2 separate regions of the Ovis aries genome follow, and region 2 is linked to region 1. A link is a contact called in public Hi-C data. All regions are on one chromosome and are shown on one strand. The core of a region is the stretch at or near the end of the contact, and the rest is flanking DNA. Distances in the headings are between cores, read along the strand shown. Region 1 holds the start of TMEM167B (transmembrane protein 167B). Region 2 holds the start of SORT1 (sortilin 1).

What was found. A called contact is a pair of places that touch in the nucleus more often than the background predicts.
Region 2: a Hi-C map of hypothalamus shows a contact between it and region 1, with 5 times the contacts expected there. The contact joins the promoter of SORT1 here to the promoter of TMEM167B in region 1. A contact is called at or near these places in 5 of 16 Hi-C or Micro-C datasets (hypothalamus, muscle, omental adipose tissue and 2 more).

What each region holds. Positions count from the first base shown.
Region 1 is chr1:86,389,462-86,394,664 of ARS-UI_Ramb_v3.0, forward strand. It overlaps TMEM167B (transmembrane protein 167B), which reads left to right and starts at 3,041. Exons shown (of 3, transcript XM_004002270.5): 1 at 3,041-3,180. The coding sequence starts at 3,171.
Region 2 is chr1:86,646,771-86,651,973 of ARS-UI_Ramb_v3.0, forward strand. It overlaps SORT1 (sortilin 1), which reads right to left and starts at 2,542. Exons shown (of 19, transcript XM_060401276.1): 1 at 2,223-2,542. The coding sequence starts at 2,531.

The DNA.
Region 1 (5,203 bases), core at 1,791-4,290:
CAACTATGATTTCTTTATCCTAAAACTTTGTTCTTAAACTCTGAGAGTGACTGGGAAAAAAGACTTATCTTTCAGAGTTGGAGTGGTGGTCCATCTAGTGAAAAATGAGATGATGTTACCTCCAAAAGAGTAGATATCATGAGCAAAAATATGACAGCAAAGAGTACATCTGAAGAACACAGAACAAGTCTTTTCACAGCTGCAGCTTGAAGTCCGCATACAGGAAGGCCTTGAATAGCAGGGTAAGGAGTTAGACACATATTCAGGAGGCAGAGGTTGCTGTTCAAGGAAACCACAGTCATGGTTTGAAGCAAGATTTTCTAGTTCTGAGTTCAGAAGACCAGCCAGAATTATTGTTCAGATCTGATACTGAGCAGTCCTTACCCTAAGCCTTAGATTCTCTAAAATAGGGGTGATAACAGTTGTGAGGATTAAATATTATGACAAGGTGTGTTTGCTTCAAAAAGTCAAAAATGTTATACAAATGTAAGTTTTCACTGTTATGAGGATTTAATTGATGCTTAAAGACTGAAATGATAACATCCACTATAGCGAAGGATGTAGAATTGAAAAGTGGGCAGTCGGAACAACATTTTGGGGGGAAGAAAAAAGAGGAGTTAACTGATTTAAAGATAATTTACAAATTCTAAAGTCAGTGATTAGGGAAAAAGGAATATTAATCATAGAAACAGGAAAGTCAGAACGGGGCAAGTTTGACTTTCAACATTTCAGATGTCAGAAGAAAATCTGCTAGAAGTGTAGGACTGGAACTTGGATAGGACATCAACTTAAGACCTCTATACAGGGAATTCCCTGGCAGTGCAGTGGTTTAGGAGTCCACGCTTTCATTGCAGAGAGCCCAGTTGTGCCAAGTGACAAAAAAAACAAAAATGAAACACAAAACAAAACTCTACATAGAGGTGATAGTTGAAGCCGTGGAACAGAATAAGTCACCAAGTAGGAATTAATAGTGAGGAAAACAGGGTGTGAGTATCTTAGGAATATCTATATTTACATGGAAAAAAGAATCTGGGTAAAGAGAAGACTCTTGAGAGTCCCTTGGACTGCAAGGAGATTCAACCAGTCCATCCTAAAGGAGCTCAGTCCTGGGTGTTCACTGGAAGGACTGATGTTGAAGCTGAAACTCCAATACTTTGGCCCCCTGATGCGAAGAACTGACTCATTTGAAAAGACCCCGGTGCTGGGAAAGATTGAGGGCAGGAGGAGAAGGGGATGACAGAAGGTGAGATGGTTGGATGGCATCACCGACTCAATGGACATGGGTTTGGGTGGACTCTGGGAGTTGGTGTTGGACAGGGAGGCCTGGCATGCTGCAGCTCATGGGGTTGCAAAGAGTCGGACACGACTGAGTGACTGAACTGAACTAAACTGAAAGAGAACAACGAAGTTGCAGGTCAAGGAGAACAGCACAATTCCATAGTATGTAACAAAGGAGAATTTTTCAAGATGAAGATGAACTATATGGTTCTGTCTAAGTTAGTGAACATGAATTTGTTTAGAATATAGAATAGTTTGGGGCTTTTATCCAGCTTTGGTGTAGGGGACTAACAGTTTTGTGGCCAGTGATGACAGTGCTGATACTGTTTTAGATAACTGTTGATGAAAAGCTCAAAGGCCAAGACAATCAGGGACTTTTCAGTTTTGTTTTGCTTTCGAGTAGTCCTTAGCAGTTCTTTGGGGCAGGGGAATTTGTCTGTGTGTATGGGCACAAAATCATTTGTTTTGCCTTATTTGTTGTGTATGTCGTCTTCATTTTTTGTTTGTTTGTTTCTGCATTTAAGCACATTTTCACAAGAAGTCTGTCCTCCAACAGGCCTTTTTTGACTTGCCCCTCTACTCCAGCTTCTAGGAGGCTTTGGTAGCTTTTCTTCGGCATAACCAAGCAGGTCGCAGCCAGCAGATGGCACTGCAGCAAGAGGGGCAGAGGGTCTCTTTAGGACTTTGACAACCGCGGACCAGCTGTAACCTTACAATTTCAACCTCGAATGATTCAGTCGCACTTTCGCCTTGACTCTAATAAAGAAGATCGAGTTGTGTGGAATTAAGGATCTCAGTGCAGAAAACGGGATCTGTAGCTCTGTCTCCTCCGTTCTGCTCCACCGTTAAACTGAAAAAGTATTTTTCGTCAAGTTGTGAAAGTGTGAGAAAGGCTGCCCCAGTATCTCCGTTTCCTGGCTAAAGTGGCCGAGGTGGCCCCACTTTATCTAAATACGGGAGGTAACGAGACCATCCTGATAGTTTAAAGAAAAATTCATACAAACCGGCAATTACCAAAATGTTTCCCGACAACGTGGAGCTTCAGCACATGAAATACGCAACTTGTTTTTGTTATAAGGTTCCTAATTTCATTTCAAAGTTCAGATGCAGCCTCATTATCCAGATTTCCATACGGAGTAAGAACGATCCGCGCAGCAAGAGCAGTCCCACAGGCTGCAGGCGTCGCCTCAGGACCCCAGTTGTCTGCGTTCTCTTACGTGGAAGCTTGAGAGACTTCTCCATTGCAGGTGGGCTGCTGCACACACACAACCAGAGCAGCTGCCACAGCGCAAAATAAAGTGCAAAACTGCAAGCCTTTACCTTTTCCGGCTCAGACGGTAAAGCGTCTGCCTACAATGCAAGAGACCCGGGTTCGATCCCTGGGTCGGGAGGATCCCCTGGAGAAGGAAATGGCAACCCACTTCAGTACTCTCGCCTGGAAAATCCCATGGACGGAGGAGCCTGGTAGGCTACAGTCCATAGGGTCGCAAAGAGTCGGACACGACTGAGCAACTTCAGTTTCTTTCACTTTACCTTTTCAAACACAACGACGGGAGCAGGTCAGATTAGCCCCAGCACTAAATCTGCAGGGGCACCCAGAAGATATTGTTTACTATGGCCACGAAGGACGCCTTCTGGACAGCTTTCTTCTCACCCACACCTTTTCCTGCGAGCTCCACCCACGCAGGTTCCCCTAGCTCGGCAATCTCCTAGCCACGCCTGATTGCGTTTGGCGCTCGTCTCCCTTCCCTTGCGCCGGCGTACTACGGCGGCTGCCCGTCGCCGCGGCCCGGATCGGGAAGTGTCAAGTGGGAGCTGGGTTCCCCTGGTCTTCGCCGCTACCGCCACTGACCGCCCCCCGGACTCCCTATCCAGGACCGGGCCCAACCGCCATGACGAACGGTGAGAACCAATGCCCAGAGCAAAGGATGGGAGTCCAGTACACTAGGGAAAACGTGGCGGGCGGAGCCGGGATTGACGTGGCCGTTCTCCCCGCCCCCTCCCATCGGAGTCCTCCCTTTGGCCTCTCCGCGTCCCAGCTCCTGTTTCCTATACTACTCCGCGAGTTCCCCCGTCGCGTGCCCATCTAGAACCCCCAATGCCTCTTGTTGCCCACACCCCGAGTCCTTGGTTCCTAGCCTGTGTTTTCCCTTCTCTCTTCTAAAAGTTCGTTTTGGCCCTTACAGGCCATTTCGCGAGGCCAGTCCTGGTTGAGCTATTGCTGTGAAGTGAAAGTCGCTCAGTCGTGTCCGATTCTTTGCAACCCCATGGAATATGCAGTCCGTGGAATTCTCCAGGCCAGAATACTGGAGTGGGTAGCCTTTCCCTTCTCCAGGGGATCTTCCCAAGCCAGGGATTGAACCCAGGTCTCCCACATTGCAGGCAGAGTCTTTACTATCTGAGCCACCGGGGAAGCCCGAGCTATTGCTGTAGCACCAGGGAAATGAGAGAATCCTCCTCACAGCCCTCTGTTTTCTCATGCTTTCGGATAGTAGGCATCTTGGGAGGACCAAGAAATCATAGAGTGTTTTTAAGGCCCACATTTTTGGGGGGTGAACGTGAATCCTAAAAAAAAAAAAAAAAAAAAGTTATTATTTTGTTAAAATGCCAGAAAACTTTCTTTTGATTCTAAAGTCTTGCCTGGGCGATCCCATCTGGAGACCGTAGCGAAAGTTGCAAGGGTTGGTTACTGCCTCTTCTAAAGTTGTGGCAGTTGCCACCCTGTTTATCTGACCTAATTTTGTAGGCCTCTTCAAACACGATTATATAGACACGATTTCCACATTCCAGCGAAGGACAGGAAACGAGGCCTTTGTGTTCTTTAGAGTCCATCTTACTGGAAAAAAGATGACAAGGCCTCTTAGACAGTATGATTAGAGGGGCATAGGAGAGTATTTCTCAAAAAGTACCTTTTCCATAAGCCTGATACTGAAGATTCAATTCACCTCGTGACTTTTGGCTTTGCAAAAACTTACAGGAGGAGATGATTAGCAGGTAAAGGTATTGTTTATTCTAAAAACTTGGTATATGTATTAATTTACTGGACCGTTGCTGTGTGACATCTAGCTGTGAGATAGTTTTACTGGAGGGAGAGAGGAAGATAGAGTGGTCCAGAACTGGGAGATGCTGGTTGTGTCAAATATTCTTTTGAAGTTTTCTGGGCAGTCAGAGGTCTAAGGTTACTAGACACAGTACAGGAAGGGTCATCACTTAGAGGAAAAAGTCATCTGAACTGAGAAATAAGGAAGCAATTGAACACATAGTAATTAATGAATAAATTTTAGTCACCCTTCCCCCTTTTGTGGTCTGATTGTTTTTTTTTTCCACTTAGATGATTCATTGTGCTTACCAGACATAGCTCAGTTTACATATGTAAGAACTAGAAGTATGTGTTCAAAGCTTTTTTCTCACACTTGTTCCACCACGATGAAGCCTCAGTTTTTTTTTGTTGTTTTTTTGCTTGTTTGTTCTCAAGAATCTGTTACTCTGGCAGAAATTTAGTATGTAAGTAGAGTATGATGCATGAAGTGTAAGATAAAATACAGGAAAATTGTAGTCATATGATTTCTAACTCTTGCAGTTTCCATTAAGCTTCTGCTTTATCATATTCTCTACCCACAGATGAAGCTCTGAAAGACTTGGCTAAATATCTCGCTCTTCTTTATCACATGAGTGATTTCTAGTAAGAGCACATTTCAGTCTCTCAGCTCAGGCACCAAGGATTCTTATACTTCTCTCAACATGTTGCCCACACTGGCCATTCCTGGCAGGCTGATTCCACATTAACTGGCACGCTCTTCTCAGAACTTGCAGTTCTTGAAAGGAGAGGGAAGAAGGCAGTGAGATCTTTGTAAGGGGCATGTCTCCATGATTTGAGGGGACAGAAAGGTAACCTTGTTAGTCCCAGGACCTTGGCCCCCTCTTG
Region 2 (5,203 bases), core at 1,292-3,791, 260 kb after region 1:
CTTCTTTGTATCTTGGCACCTCCAATATCTAACACATTTGGACAGTGGAAGATATTTACCTACATTGATTATATGAAGGAGGCTTGACATGAACAGAAGAACCACAGGAAGAGAACCAGGAACTTTTGATTCTTCTTAGGAACTGAACCCTGTTATCTTACGAAAAACTACTCTAAATGGCACTTTCCCAGTTGTACAAAGTATACAATATTTCTAATAGAAAGTTAGAAAGTTGTTCAGTCATGCTGATACATTTATTTCACACTGTCTCTAAAGGTTCTCACAACACTAGATCTCTTCAACAAAGTTCAGGATGATTCATTATGACTTTTAAAACTATAGAATTGCAAAGCACAAGAGACCACTACATAACAATTCTTGGTTAAGGTGGGTGCACAGCTAAGAACTGCTTTATTCAACTGTTTCTAAGGTGATTCTGATTAACAGTGGCTCCACTTACATATACATGCTATAAGAAAGATGGGATCTCTGAAGAAACTGTAGACGATCAAGAAATGCACAAATAGTTCTCTTAAAAAAGGTCACTGAAAAGAACACTTTAAGACATCATTGGAAAGAGTAAATAAATTGAAAGAAAGGGGGAATAAAATATATATATATATATATATATATATATACACCTCAAAGAATGAGATTTCAGATCTGCTCTTGATAGATCTGGCCTAAGCACCTCCTGAGCCAGTTTTTTTTTCAACCTCTTGCTTTAGAAACCAATATATTACAAATGACATATCAATTCAAACCAACCAGGGAAGACTCTGACTAAAGGAATAAATCCAGGAGCAGCAGCAGGTCCTAAAGGTAGGTCAATCAGCAAGAGAAGAATCCAAATATGGAGTAAGAATGCTGTGTCTGGAGTAAGAATGTTGTGTCTGGCTGGCTCAAGGAAGGAAGTCGTCCCGTTATAAATTAGGCATTGGTGTTGTAAAGCCTTTCTCCACTCCCCACTGTGAGATGGAAGTCTATAGTATTTTTTTCTTTTCCTTGTCAAACAGGAAGACTTCCCGGTTCTCATTCTGCCCTGTCCCACAGGTCAGCATTAGCTTGGCCACCTTTTTACAGCTGTTGTTTGGACTGTATTTAGCAAGTTTTCCCTGACTGCTTGTGCTTTGGTTGCAACTGCCCTGGGTCCCCAGAACAAAGAATTCTGCACAGATAACTAGTCCAGGCAGAGGAAGAAAGATCAAGGGGAGACTGAAGCTGGCCTGGTACAGAATGTGGTTCTACAAAGACAAGTGTCAGCCACTCACCTCTGTCCCCCCACTGCAACTCTCTCTGAAAGAGGAAGAGATACAACGGAGAAAATGCACTGAACTGAAAAGACACTATGCAACAAATAAATCGTTAGTTCTAGAAAAAACACGAGGAAGATGCCCAGGTTACACTAGAGCAAGTAGCCGGGACACTGACTACTGTCAATCCAGTAGTGTGCAAAGGTTGAGCTGCTTATCCCCAGAGACAGAACTGCCACAATTTCTAAAGTTTTTGCCTAAGACCTGGCTCAAAGGAGAATCTCTGCAGTGTTTCTTCACCGTCGAAAACCGTTGTTACAACATTATCGAGACATCCTGGTTAGAGTCCAATACCAAGACAGAAGACCAAATTGAAGGCGTAAGACAGATCACACACTGTAATCCCACAGACAACCTTGTTCCTTTAGCTATTAAAACACACGCAGGAACCTGATTACTGCTTTGGTACTTCTGAACACCAGCGACCGACCCTGGAAGTACTGACCCCACGAAGACACACCTTTGCTTCCGCGCAGCCCCAACTTCTCCAACCACTTAAGAGGTAATTAACTCCTGCAGCTTTCTCGTGGGGGATAGCGTTACTCGATCCTAATTATTCATACAGACGCAAAACAACAACGCTCGACAAATTTTGACAACTTAAATTAAAAAAAAAAAGAATGCTGTGAAAGTCTAAGCCGGCCTTCCCTGTGACGAAACAGCCGCTTCCAGGGCCGCGACAACCGAGGGTCGCTCGCTCGGCCCGACTCGGCCCTCCTGCCGCCGCAGTTTCGGGGCCGCGGCCCGGTGAGCACGGGCGCCGCGCGGCCGGGGTCTCTTCCTCGGGGACGCGAGGCGCGCGGACAGAGACAGAGCGGCCGGTTGCGCGGGCCTGGCGGGCAGGCCTCTGGGGGTACGAGGGTCGGCACCTCGCCGTCCGGGAGGTGGCCGGACCTGGCGCCCGCTCACCTGGTGTGTGTTGTTGGCCAGCCTGCTAACGAAGTCCTGGACCCCGCCGCAGTCCTCGTCCTCGCCGGGCGCGCTGCGGCGCCAACGGCCGCCGCGGGGAGCCGGGCCCCCGGGCGCGGCGGCGCGCAGCCCCCAGCTTACCCCGACGGGGCCGGACCAGCGCGACAGCGGCGCAGCGGGCGGCGGCGGCGCGTCCAGCCGGTCCTGGCCGAGGGTCGCCGGCGGCAGCAGCTGGAAGAGGAACAGGAGAAGGCCGAGGCCGTGGGGCCAGCGCGAGAGGGTGACCGCAGCTCCCCCGGGCCGCTCCATCGCCGCCGAATGCCTACGCCGCGGACACCTGCAGCCGGGCGCTCCCGCCCACCCCCGCAGGCGCCGCGCCACACCCCCGAGCCCGAGCCCGGCGCTCCTTGGATACGCCGAGCCGGGCCTCTCCGCCCCCATAGGCTGGCCGCTTGTCCTTCTTCCCCGGCCCTCTGCTCATTGGCTCGCGTCGCCTCCGGCTTCGGGGGTCCTGGATTCGGATGCCAAGATGCGGGACTGATTGGCTGGAACGTGGCAAGAGACGGTTGAGGTCATCCCCCGCTCGCCCCGCGTCTCCAAGGCCGGGCTTCCAGAGTTAAGAGGAGCTTCCTTCACAAGAATCGCCCCCCGCTCCGTGGCGCCCCTACCTCCCACTACTCTCTCTGGCACCCTCAAGTTGGGGCTGGGTTGGTCCCCTCTTCTCCCCCAGAGACACCCCTAAAATTGCTTTGGGTTGCGGCAGCGCCTGGAAAATTTTCTCAGGGAATCTCTGAGCTCTCTTATCTGGAAAAGGGGGCTCCTTCATGAACCGGTGCTTCTGGTTTTTAACCCCCGCACTTTGGAGCGCCCATTGTCTACTGCAGCAGCCGCCTTGCTGACAAAAGTGAATGCGAATTGTGTGGGCTGAGTCTTGTGAGGCACACAGACATCAGGACATCCGTGACTCACGCAAGCCTGGTGAAATCTCTTCTCACTCACCTTCCTTTTAGGCAGGGAGTTAGGCCAAAACAGGAATTGCTTATTGGTTTTCCCGGAGTTAGAAAGTAGCTTAGACGTTAGGGGCATAAAAGGGTGCAATATAATTGCCCAGTGCCTACTTATTGCGTAAATGCACGTTTATCTTTATCAAAGTACTTTAACCCTGCAGTGAGTGCACGGCACAAGTTTGATTTTCAATATACAATATCCCCTAATTTAGCATCCTGCCTCCAATAAATAAAACAAAATCCCTAAGCTGTTGTCCTTATCGCACAAACTGCAAACATAACTTTATTCTGAAACACGCAGTGCAGGTAAAGCCAGTTCTGGGTTTTCTCCTTACTGACTCCATCCCTTCAGAATCCCAGAAGTTGTTCTGTAAAATAGGGAACAAATAGAAACAAAATATACAAAACATTATACCCAAATAAAGTCACTAAAAATTACTTTTAACAATTACTGCAGGTAAACCCAAATGATAATATATTTACTGTAGAGCAAAATGAATGGTGCAGTGCCCCCAAACCAACTGTTACATTAAAATCCTCTAGTCATGTTAATTTGCAAACAAAAAATTAGTTTTAATGTTTACAAATTTACATTTTGCCGGAACCACCATAGTAAGGTGTGACAAGTGAAAACATAATTTTGAAAGGTAAAATCACTGGAATAGACTTCCAAGTTCTCAGCTACTGAGCTAAGATAAAGCTCCATGAAAACTGGTGAACAATTTGTTCTTTTCCATTAACTACAATGTGTCAGATTTTTAAAATACAGATTATTTTTTAATCTATGCCAACTAGGGAGTAGATCACAAGGCAGTCAGTTCCAGTAGCATGTGATTAGCTGGAGAGAAAAGACAGGCTATACAGGAACATTTCTTTGTTTGGGCCAATACATGAATGGTCTATTGTCTTTCTGTCTGAAAAGAAAAAAGCCAACTCAACAGTGCCATCTCCCGGAGAAATCACTAAATACCCCACTAGTTAACATTCTATCACTGCAGTTACTTAATATATTGCTTTCAGTTTTCATTATATGCTTACAGAATATGTTGCCTTCTTCAAACTGTACTAGCTGCTGGGGACATGGTACCTGGCATATGGCACTCAGTGTTTGAGTGAATGAATTATTTCAGTATTTCACTTTCGTCTGACACAGGCACTAAATACAAAAGTTGCACTGTCAGATCTCCTTTGTGAAATACCACAGCTAAGATCTTACTTGCAAGACTAAAATATGTAAATTTATCCTATTACTAAAACCATACTATTCTCCAAGATAAATCCTAAAGCAGAAAGATGAATTGAAAGCAGGTACACATCACACAACCATTGTTTTTGTTAAAAAGATTATGTCTCTTCTGTTTAAACAGACACAAAAAAAATTTTAAAATTCTGCAGAAAACTGCAGTCGATCTCTTCCAATAATTCTGTAATTGGGATTACAGAGGGAATGAATTTTGTTTCACCAGTACAGTGTAAGCTGAAGCTGAGAGCTACTTTATTCCTTAGTATTTTTTTCTCCCCTACATAATATATATGATTCCAAGACACAACTTCACCTCTCCCTAAAGCATGTTTAGTCCATTGATGCATTAATCTACAGAGTTAAAATAGGTATTTATTGTCTAGTTCTCCCTACTAGAAGCTTTACTGGAGCTCAGACCATACCTACACCACAGCTCTATCTCCAATGCCTAAAACCTTACTATATTTTTAGTACTCATATTTGCTAAATCTGAATAAATATTAGTTGAGATGATTTTTCAATGGTATTTCCTATTAGGATTTAAGAAGTGAATGTGAGAGAAACTAATCTCATGATTATGCTATATTTAATATATCACCAGAACTGTCTCTAGAACACTGGTGACAATATACCTCTAGTTCCCTATTTTCTTTACGTGTGTATGTCTCAAGCAAAGCTTTTTTCTCAAATATTTCCCATTATTGCAGTTTCCAAATGTATGTAAGGACACG